Regions from separate parts of the Sus scrofa genome. Here region 1 is linked to region 2. The links are chromatin contacts, called in public Hi-C maps. All regions are on one chromosome and are shown on one strand. The core of a region is the stretch at or near the end of the contact, and the rest is flanking DNA. Distances in the headings are between cores, read along the strand shown. Region 1 holds the start of LOC110261347. Region 2 holds the start of TMEM240 (transmembrane protein 240).

The links. A called contact is a pair of places that touch in the nucleus more often than the background predicts.
Region 1: a Hi-C map of epiblast stem cells shows a contact between it and region 2, with 2.5 times the contacts expected there. The contact joins the promoter of LOC110261347 here to the promoter of TMEM240 in region 2. A contact is called at or near these places in 1 of 47 Hi-C or Micro-C datasets (epiblast stem cells) and 1 of 2 datasets of contacts at active chromatin or transcription factors (alveolar macrophages).

Annotation. Positions count from the first base shown.
Region 1 is chr6:63,860,615-63,865,061 of Sscrofa11.1, reverse strand. It overlaps LOC110261347, which reads right to left and starts at 1,864. Exons shown (of 3, transcript XR_002345412.1): 1 at 1,668-1,864; 2 at 961-1,159. NADK (NAD kinase) reads left to right here and starts at 925. Exons shown (of 12, transcript XM_021097484.1): 1 at 925-1,066; 2 at 1,259-1,314.
Region 2 is chr6:63,725,293-63,729,129 of Sscrofa11.1, reverse strand. TMEM240 (transmembrane protein 240) reads left to right here and starts at 1,673. Exons shown (of 4, transcript XM_021097457.1): 1 at 1,673-1,925; 2 at 2,141-2,247. The coding sequence starts at 1,869. SSU72 (RNA polymerase II subunit A C-terminal domain phosphatase SSU72) reads left to right here. Exons shown (of 5, transcript XM_003127502.5): 5 at 345-812. The coding sequence ends at 446.

The DNA.
Region 1 (4,447 bases), core at 615-3,114, 140 kb before region 2:
ACCCACTGCACCCTCTATGGCCCTGCACCACGACCCCCGCTCGCCCCAATCTTTTGACCCTCAGAAGAGGATGGGTTCAGGTTTTGGGGGGCTAAAGCTCAAGCAGCAGGGGAGCCGTGTTTAGGAAAAAGCACAAAGAAACAAACACCAACTTAAGAGCGTCTACAGCTCTGGCACTGGGAGAGGTGGCACCCATGGCCTTTCCCAAACCCCGAGTCCCTCTGTGGCAGATCCCCTATCCTCTGCCCCGCCTGCACTGGCCTAACCACATGCAGCCCTACCCTCAAGCCGGCCGCTGGCCCCGCTGCTGGCCTTTCCCTCTCCCCACTCAGCCCGGCTCTTTCCAGCCCTGCCCTGGCGTCACCCCAAGCAAAACCTACTCTAGGAAGCTTCTGGAGGCCCTAAAGCGCCCCTCCCAGCACTGGCCTTCCTGATTGCAGGGTGTGAGCTGGCAGCTTGGAATCCCTGGGTGGGACCCAGGGCCTGCTGGGAGAAATTGCACAATTACACTCAGCTGAAGGAAGCCCGCACGCAGCCCCTGTTTTCTTACTTCTGAAATGGGGAAGCACTGTGGCCTGAAGCCTATGGCCAAGGCCCAGGCGGCACATTTCCGTGAGTAAGACGAGTAAGACGCACCTGTACAAGCTCCCTTTAGGGAGGGGTACACAGGATGCATGCCTGCTGTGTGCCGTGGCTGGCGACAAGGCTGGAACTCCTGCCTTGCAGCCTTCTGTGCAAAGTGCCCCCCCTGCTCTAGAAGGTTCCCAGGAGGCCTAGCCTAGCATTAGTATTGTTGACAATCATACTCCAACCCACAGCTCAAAAGGCTTTGCTTTTCTCAGGGTGTGGCTAATGGTCACTTTGGGGAAGTGGTTGAGTTTACAAAAGAGCCCGATGGGGAAGTTACAGAACTTGAGAAACCCCCTCCAGTTCCCGCCATCTGCCTCCCTCTCCACTCACCCTCGGTGACCCCACTGACCAGGGGTCCTAGGACAGCAGTGAGAGGTGTGTTCCAGGTCTCCAGACACAGGCCCAGGAGTCCTGGCTAGAGAAGACTCGCCCTCAGGTATGGGGGCGGGAAGGTAGAAGCCAGGCTGCTCAGAGGACTCTAGTCCACACATGGCCTCGGTCAGGTGCTTCTTGTCCCGGGAGCAGGGCTCTAGGAAGGAATAACGGCAGGCCCTGAGAGCCAGGCGATTACAAAGCCTGGTGCCTGGCCAGCCTCATCTACAGTGACCCTGCATCTGCTTGTTCCCAGACACGTCCCCGGAGAGAGGCACACAGCTGGGATCCCTGACGTCCGGCACCCAGGTGGTGGGTAACCAGTCAGTTTGGCGAGCCTTGGGGGAAAGGGCTTGGGGGCGAGGGGTGTGCAACGTCACCTTGGTCCCCCTCCTCTCTAGGTCCTCCAGTACGGGGCTCGCGGGTTAGGGAGAACAGTGTCAGCAGGTCCCTTGAGACCCCAGGCCCAGGTCTAGGTGTGCAGGGACCCGCCAAGCCGCTCAGGGTGGGCAAGCGCGGGCGGCCCAGGGGCACAGCTCTGTTGCTGCTGCGCATACCGACTTCTGCTTCCCAAAACACACTCCTGTTAAGCAGAGCCACGCCCTGGCAGTTACAGGGTCTGTGGCGGGTGGTGTCGCCACTCGCGGGGCCTGCAGTCAGCTCACCAGGCCCGCGGGGCAGAGAAGCGGGGGGCCGAATGGGGGGCGGGGCATGAGGCCCGAGAACGCGCTTCCGACGCGGCGCGGGGAGTGGGCACCAGGGTCCTCCCGGGGCTGCTGCGGAGGTGTTGGCAGCCGGGGTCCCGCCCCCAGGCCCGGGCGGACGCCCGTGCGGGCGGCCGCGGCGCGCGCGGGGCGGGGCGGGGCGCGTGCGTAGACGCGGGGGGCGGGGCGGTCTCCTACGCAGGCGCGCGGGTCCGCGCGGGGGTCAGCCGGGGCGCGCGTGCGCACTGGCGGCGCGGCGGCATCGCTACTCCGCGGGCCGGCGCCGCGGGCCGGGCGGCCGTGGGGCGGGGGGCGGCCATGGGGCGGGAGTCGGCCGCGGCGCCGGGAGCCGGCTAGCGACGGCGAGCGGCGGCGGGGCTGCGGAACCCGCGGGCGCGTCCCAGCGAGACGACGGCCCCGCAGGCGCCCGGGGAAGCGAACGGTGAGCGCGCGTCCCCTCGGCCCAGCCCGCCGCCCAGGGTCATGGGAGCGGGTGCTGGGGTCGCAGGGCCAAGGCGTCCCTGCCCACCGCACGGGTGTGGAGCTGGGAGGCGCTGGCCGGCCGCCCCTGCCTCAGGCTCGGCGCAGGTGTCGGGGCGGCCGGACGGAGTCCGCGCTGTGGGGACAGCTTGGAGGGTCCGGTCCTCAGGCGAGGCGGTCACTTAGGGGGTCACGTCGCGGTATGACTCCTGGGAAGGCGCGTCTGAGCTCGCTGCCCAGCGCCTCCCCGACGACCCGGCGGCTGGCCCGCTGGGTCCTGGCTGAGACCCTGTTCCCTTTGCCTTCCTGTCCGGCGCGCCGCGGTCCACGTGCGGGAGCGCCTCGCCCTGCTGGGTGCGCCCCACTCCGGCCTCCCCCCCCGAGCCTCCCGGCCGTGACCTCTGCTCTTGCCGCAGGGACTTGAGGGCAGGGACATGGGGGCGGGCAGCTCCGGGCGGCACGGACACGAGCTCCCCAGAAGAGGCCCCGGTGCTCTGGTCTCCGCTGAACTTGTGAGTGGGCTTGGTCCCGGTGCTTAACTCGCTCACCGCCTCGAGGGTTTTCGGGGAGGTGCCAGGAGCAAGCGGTGCCCCAGTAAGAAAGACGGGAACCCCGCGAAGGTCTGTTTAAGCTGCAGAATCAAGAGGCAGGTGGTTCTTCCCGCGGGTTGGTGCCCTCGCACCTTCTTGGCCTCAAGTCGGGGCTTCTCTCTGGACGCGGATGTTCCAGCGTCGGAGGGGGCATTGGCGGGGTTGGGGGGCGCTCTTCTGCCTGCAGGGTCTCCCTGAAGGCTTGCCCTCCCCTGCTGACCGGCACTGGCCCTCAAGGGGGTCGGGGGTGACTCCGGGATTCCTTTCTCTGGCTCACGCTCTGCTGTGTCTCCCAGACCCGCAGTTTCCCGGCCCGGGTACAGGCAGATAGGTGTTCAGACAGTTGGAGAGAAGCTGGGTGAGGGCGGCCTGGAGGGATGCGAAGCTCTGCCGCAGGTGGCATGGTACCCGCTTCCTTCCGAGCTAAGCAGCCACCCCTGTCCACCCGCCCCAGGTCTCTTATTTTGCTCCTTTGTGTGGCCCCCGTAGGCTGGCTCTTCGGTCACCTTTTGTGCCGAGCTTTCCAAAAGGCCTTTCTGGGTTCAGACCCCCTGGGTGACTGCCCAGTTTGATCAAGTCCTTGCCAGCACTTTGCTTTTTAGGGCTGCACCCACAGCATATGGAGGTTCCCAGGCGAGGGGCCCAATCCGAGCTGCAGCTGCTGGCCTTCACCACAGCCACAGCAATGCCAGAGCCGAGCCATGTCTTCGACCTATGGTAACACCGAATCCTTAACCCACTGAGTGAGGCCAGGGATCAAATCCACAACCTCATGTTTCCTCGTCGGATTCCTTTCCACTGCGCCACGATGGGAACTCCTCTGATGGAGAAGTTTTTAAATACTAGATTTGTGCTGTTAGGAACTTAATGAAACTTGGATGGAGTTAAAATTTCATCCTTTTAAAATAGTTAAGGCGTTCCCGTCATAGCTCAGTGGTTAACGAATCCAACCAGGAACCATGAGGTTTCGGGTTCTATCCCTAGCCTTGCTCAGTGGGTTAAGGATCCGGCGTTGCCGTGAGCTGTGGTGTGGGTCGCAGATGTGCCTCGGATCCCAAGTTGCTGTGGCTGTGGTGTAGGCCAGTGGCTACAGCTCCGATTAGACCCCTAGCCTGAGAACTTCCATATGCCGCGGGAGCAGCCCTAGAAAAGGCAAAAAGACCCCCCCCCCAAAAAAAAAAAACACAGTTAAAATAGGAAGTTCATGTTGTGGCAGAGCAGAAACAAATCCGTCTAGTATTCTTGAGGATGTGGGTTCAATCCCTGGCCTTGCTCAGTGGGTTGGGATCTGGTGTTACCGTGAGCTGTGGAGTAGGTTGCAGAAGCAGCTCAGGTCCAGTGTCCACTCGCTCTCAGTGCAGTTCGGCTCCTGCAGAGAGAGCTGCAGTGAGTGTCCATGGGCAGGTTGTTGTGTGGACATCAGGTGTGTTGCTGGGACGAATGCCCAGGTGCAGTTGCTGGGCTGTGGGTTTAGTTTTGACACTGTCAGACTTTTCCAGAGTCTGTCCCTTTTCTGTTCCCATAGCAGCCTGGGAGGGGCATTTCTCTGTTGCCTTTCCAGCTTTCCTCCTTTGAGCCTTTCAGAGGGATGTGGAGTGGCAGACAGACTTCCTAATAGCTGGCAAGGAGTGGCTTGTCACCTGCTGGGGGCCATAGGCACACCCTCTTGTG
Region 2 (3,837 bases), core at 424-2,923:
ACCGAGAGGTCCAGGCACATTCGCACACGCGGAGGGCCGCTTGGGGGGGTGGGGGGTGGCGACATCCTAGCGTGGGTAGGTCCCTGGGGCTTCCTCACTGGGTGACTGCAGCAAGAGGCCCCCTCCCCGTGGGGTCCGCTCCTTTACAAAGTAGGGCCAGTACAGGCGCCAGGCGTCTGTGGTGCGTGTCCCCATGACCTTGGAGCCAGGCCTACGGAGCTGCAGCAGCCCCATGCCCATCCCCACGCTGCAGCCCCCGCCCCCCGCCCCCGCTGCCCTCTCGTGGGCCAAGCACCCCCAGGAGACACGGGGCCGGCAGCTGAGTGCCCTTGTGCGCTTTGCAGATTCAGCACACGGAGGACATGGAGAACGAGATCGACGAGCTGCTGCAGGAGTTCGAGGAGAAGAGCGGCCGGGCCTTCCTCCACACAGTCTGCTTCTACTGAGCCCGCGCCTGCCGCCCCCACCGCCCGGAGCCGCCCCTGGACTGCCCTCCGCTCCTCCGCTGTCCTCTGGCCTTGTCTCTCCCTCGAGTGCCGCTGGCGGACGGGGGCGGTTCCCTCACAAACTGTGCCCGTGAAACGAGAGGATAGACACAAATGCCAGATGCAAAACAATCAGGTTTCTTCTGTCCTGCTCTTACTCCTAAGTGGGATGTTGATTATCGAGTTTTTGTCTTTAACCAAAAAAGAGAAAAACGGTTCATCGCACATCCCCCCGAATGCCTGCCGCTCACGGACCGTCCCTCACTGGCTGGAATGTGCAAATCCATGAATAAAGCAACAGGCTGGACTTGGGGGAGAGACCCCGCAGTGCTCCGCTCACTGTTGCCCGTCTCTCGGCCCTCGGGCAGCGTCCGAGGCCTGGGGGTCCGGCCGAGCTTCCTAGCCGGCCCCGAGGGCCTGCTGTCCACTGGGATCCTGGAAGAAAGTGGGACCTGCCCCAGGGCTGGGGTGGGCCGCGCGTCCCTGGTCACCCTCCTGGTTTCCGCTGCCCTGGAAAACCTCGGGACCGCCGTGGGGAAGACGGGAGGCTCCTGTGTGGGGGTCGGGGGTCGTGCTGAGGATGAGGGGTGGGCTCGGGGACCCCAACCCCCCAGCATCATGGGGCAGCCGGATCAGGGCCACCGCCTGGGCCTCTGACCTCCCAGGCCGACACCCTAGGAGAGCCGGCCTGGGCTGGCCCTGCCCGCAGAGGGTCTCCTTCGAGTCACGTGGCCTGGCTCCAGAGTGACCTCCCTGGCAGCTTGCCGGCCACCCTACAGCCCACTCCCTCTGCGGGCGGCCCTTCACCCGCCCGCCCGCAGCCCCGCGACCCCGGGCCTGGAGGAGGGGCCTCCAGCCGAGAAGTGGGGAGGAGGAGTGCGGGAGGAAGCGCGGGCCTCTTCGGGATCGCCCCAGCTGCTCGGGCCGCGGCCCCGCGCGGTCCAGGGGCGCTGGGCAGGCAGCCAGGGCCGGGGCGGGCCGGATGGGGGCGAGCGGGCCCTGCGGTCCCCCCGGGGGGGGGGTCCGGCCGGCGTCGCGCGGGCGGGCGGCCGCGGGCGGCGAGGGCCCTCCCGGGAGGCGGGCGCGGGGGAGGCCGCGGGGGGAGGGGGCCGGAGCCGCGCCGCGCGCAGGGCGGGAGGCAGGGCCGAGGGCGGAGCGGAGCGCGGCGGGCGCGGCGAGCGCGCGGGCCGGGCGGCCGAGGACCCCGGGAGCGCCGCGTCCCCTGCCCCGCGCCGGCCCCGCACCTCCTCCCCGGCCGGCGGCGGCGGCAGTGGGTGCGCGGCGGGCTGACCTCTGCGGAGGCGGCGGGGGCTCCGCATCGGGCCGGGGCCGGGGGGCGCCGGGGCCGGGGGGCGGCGCTCCGGCCCGGCCCGGCCCCGCCCGATGTCCATGAGTGCGAACACCATGATCTTCATGATTCTGGGGGCGTCGATCGTGATGGTGAGCGGAGGGGCTTCCCGCGCGCCCGCTCCCCGCACCTGCTCCCGCCTCCCGCGCCCGGCGCCGCCTCCCCCTCCCGCGCCTTGTTTACTGGCCCGCGCGGCCTGCGTTCCCCCAGCCCCGCGCCCCGGCGCTCCCCCGGCCCCAGCGCGCCGGCCTCCGCCCGGGGGCCCCGGCCCGGCTGCTCAGCGCTGACCGGTCATGGGCTCTTCCAGGCCATCGCGTGCTTGATGGACATGAACGCGCTGCTGGACCGATTCCACAACTACATCCTCCCGCACCTGCGGGGCGAGGACCGCGTCTGCCACTGCGACTGCGGCCGGTGAGTCTGCGCCCGGGGGGCACGCGCGTGACCACGCATGTGGGGCGGAGGTGGGGCCCGCTGGGGCGGCCAGGCCGCAGGCCCCGCTAGGCCGGGCCCGCGGGGGCTGCCCTGCCGGGCGAGGCGGGGGGGGGGGAGCTGGCGCCAAGCCCAGTGGGGGAAGGACCGAGCGGCCTCCAGCCCCCACAGAGGTGCTCCGGAAGGGGGAGCACGCGCCGGGCGGTAAGACCCCCTCGGCAATGGTCTCCGGAGAATGAACCGGCCGCGGGGCGAGGGGCGGAATGGGTCCAGGGCCTCCTGGTCCAGGGCCGGGAGGCCAGGAGAGCAGCAGCCCAGCCTGGTGTCCCGGGAGGGATGCTGCGCTCCGCTGAGCCCACAGAGGACGGCCGTCCTCCTCCCTGGGCCCTGAGCTGTGTCGGTGAACTTTCCTGGGCGCCGGGTAGGGGGAGGCACGGAAGGTCAAGGTGGGCAGGGCCTACCTTGAAGGCATCAGGCCCAACTCCCTCGCCGGACCTGGGAGGAACTGAGGCAGGGGGTGGAGCTTGCTCAAGGTCACACAGAGGGAGGGGAGAGCCCAGGCCCCTACACTCTCCTTGTGACCCCTCCATTCTGTGCACATGTAGTGATGGAGTCTTCCTGGCCATGCATGTTTGTACGTCCATGTATGAAATAAACATCTTCTCATGAGACGCGCATGTGTGTACCGTCTGTGCCTGTACATGTGCGCACATGTGGCCCCCGCTCCCCCCGCAGGTGCGGCGCTCCGGGGCCGTGAGAGCCGACGGGCTGTCTGAGCACGCAGCCAGCGGGAACGTGTGTTCTTGACCCTGCCTCGGACCCTTGCTCCAGGGACATGTGTGCACACGTGGTGGTGTGGGGTGTGTGTGAGCGACGGGACGGTTTCATGCCTCACAAAGCATGCTCCATGCCTGTGTGTGCAGACTGGGGGGTGAAGCAGAACCCAGGCAGCGGGACAGGTGGCAACGGGAGTGTGAGCGACTCGTGTGTGTCGGCCGAGAATCACCAAGAGTTTGCGGGGGGGATCGGAGTTCCCGGCTGGTGTGCATGGCCCGAGGCAAAGGAAGGAAGGCAGGTCAGCTCCTTGCTTTCCTGGGCCCACCTGGACTGGGGCGCAAGTAGGGGGGTCCTGAGACCCCCTGGGAGAGACGGGCGGTGTGCATGGCCTGGGCCCAGGCTCGTACTCCGTAAACGGTAGCAGGGCGCCTTCCACGAACAGGCCTGTGACCTCACACTGAGGGCCTGGCTGGACAGACAGCGTGTGCTGTCAGAGTGTGTTTGCTCAGGGTGTGCGTATGTGTCATGGCAGTGTCCAGAGTACACGTGGCTGGTGTAAAACAAGTGCCCACTGAGCACAAGCAGCAGCGAGACCTGCGTGCCCAGCTCACACAGACATGGACCCAGGACCGAGGCGAGCCACGCCTGCTGTCGGCCTGGAGCCTCCCAGGGTGTGTGTGTCCACGTGCACGTGTCTTGTACACATCAGTGATACAGGATGTGTAAATTCAGTGTTTAGAGGATTCTCGTATACTGCCATGTACGTGTACGCGCGGTACATGGGTGCCGCACAGT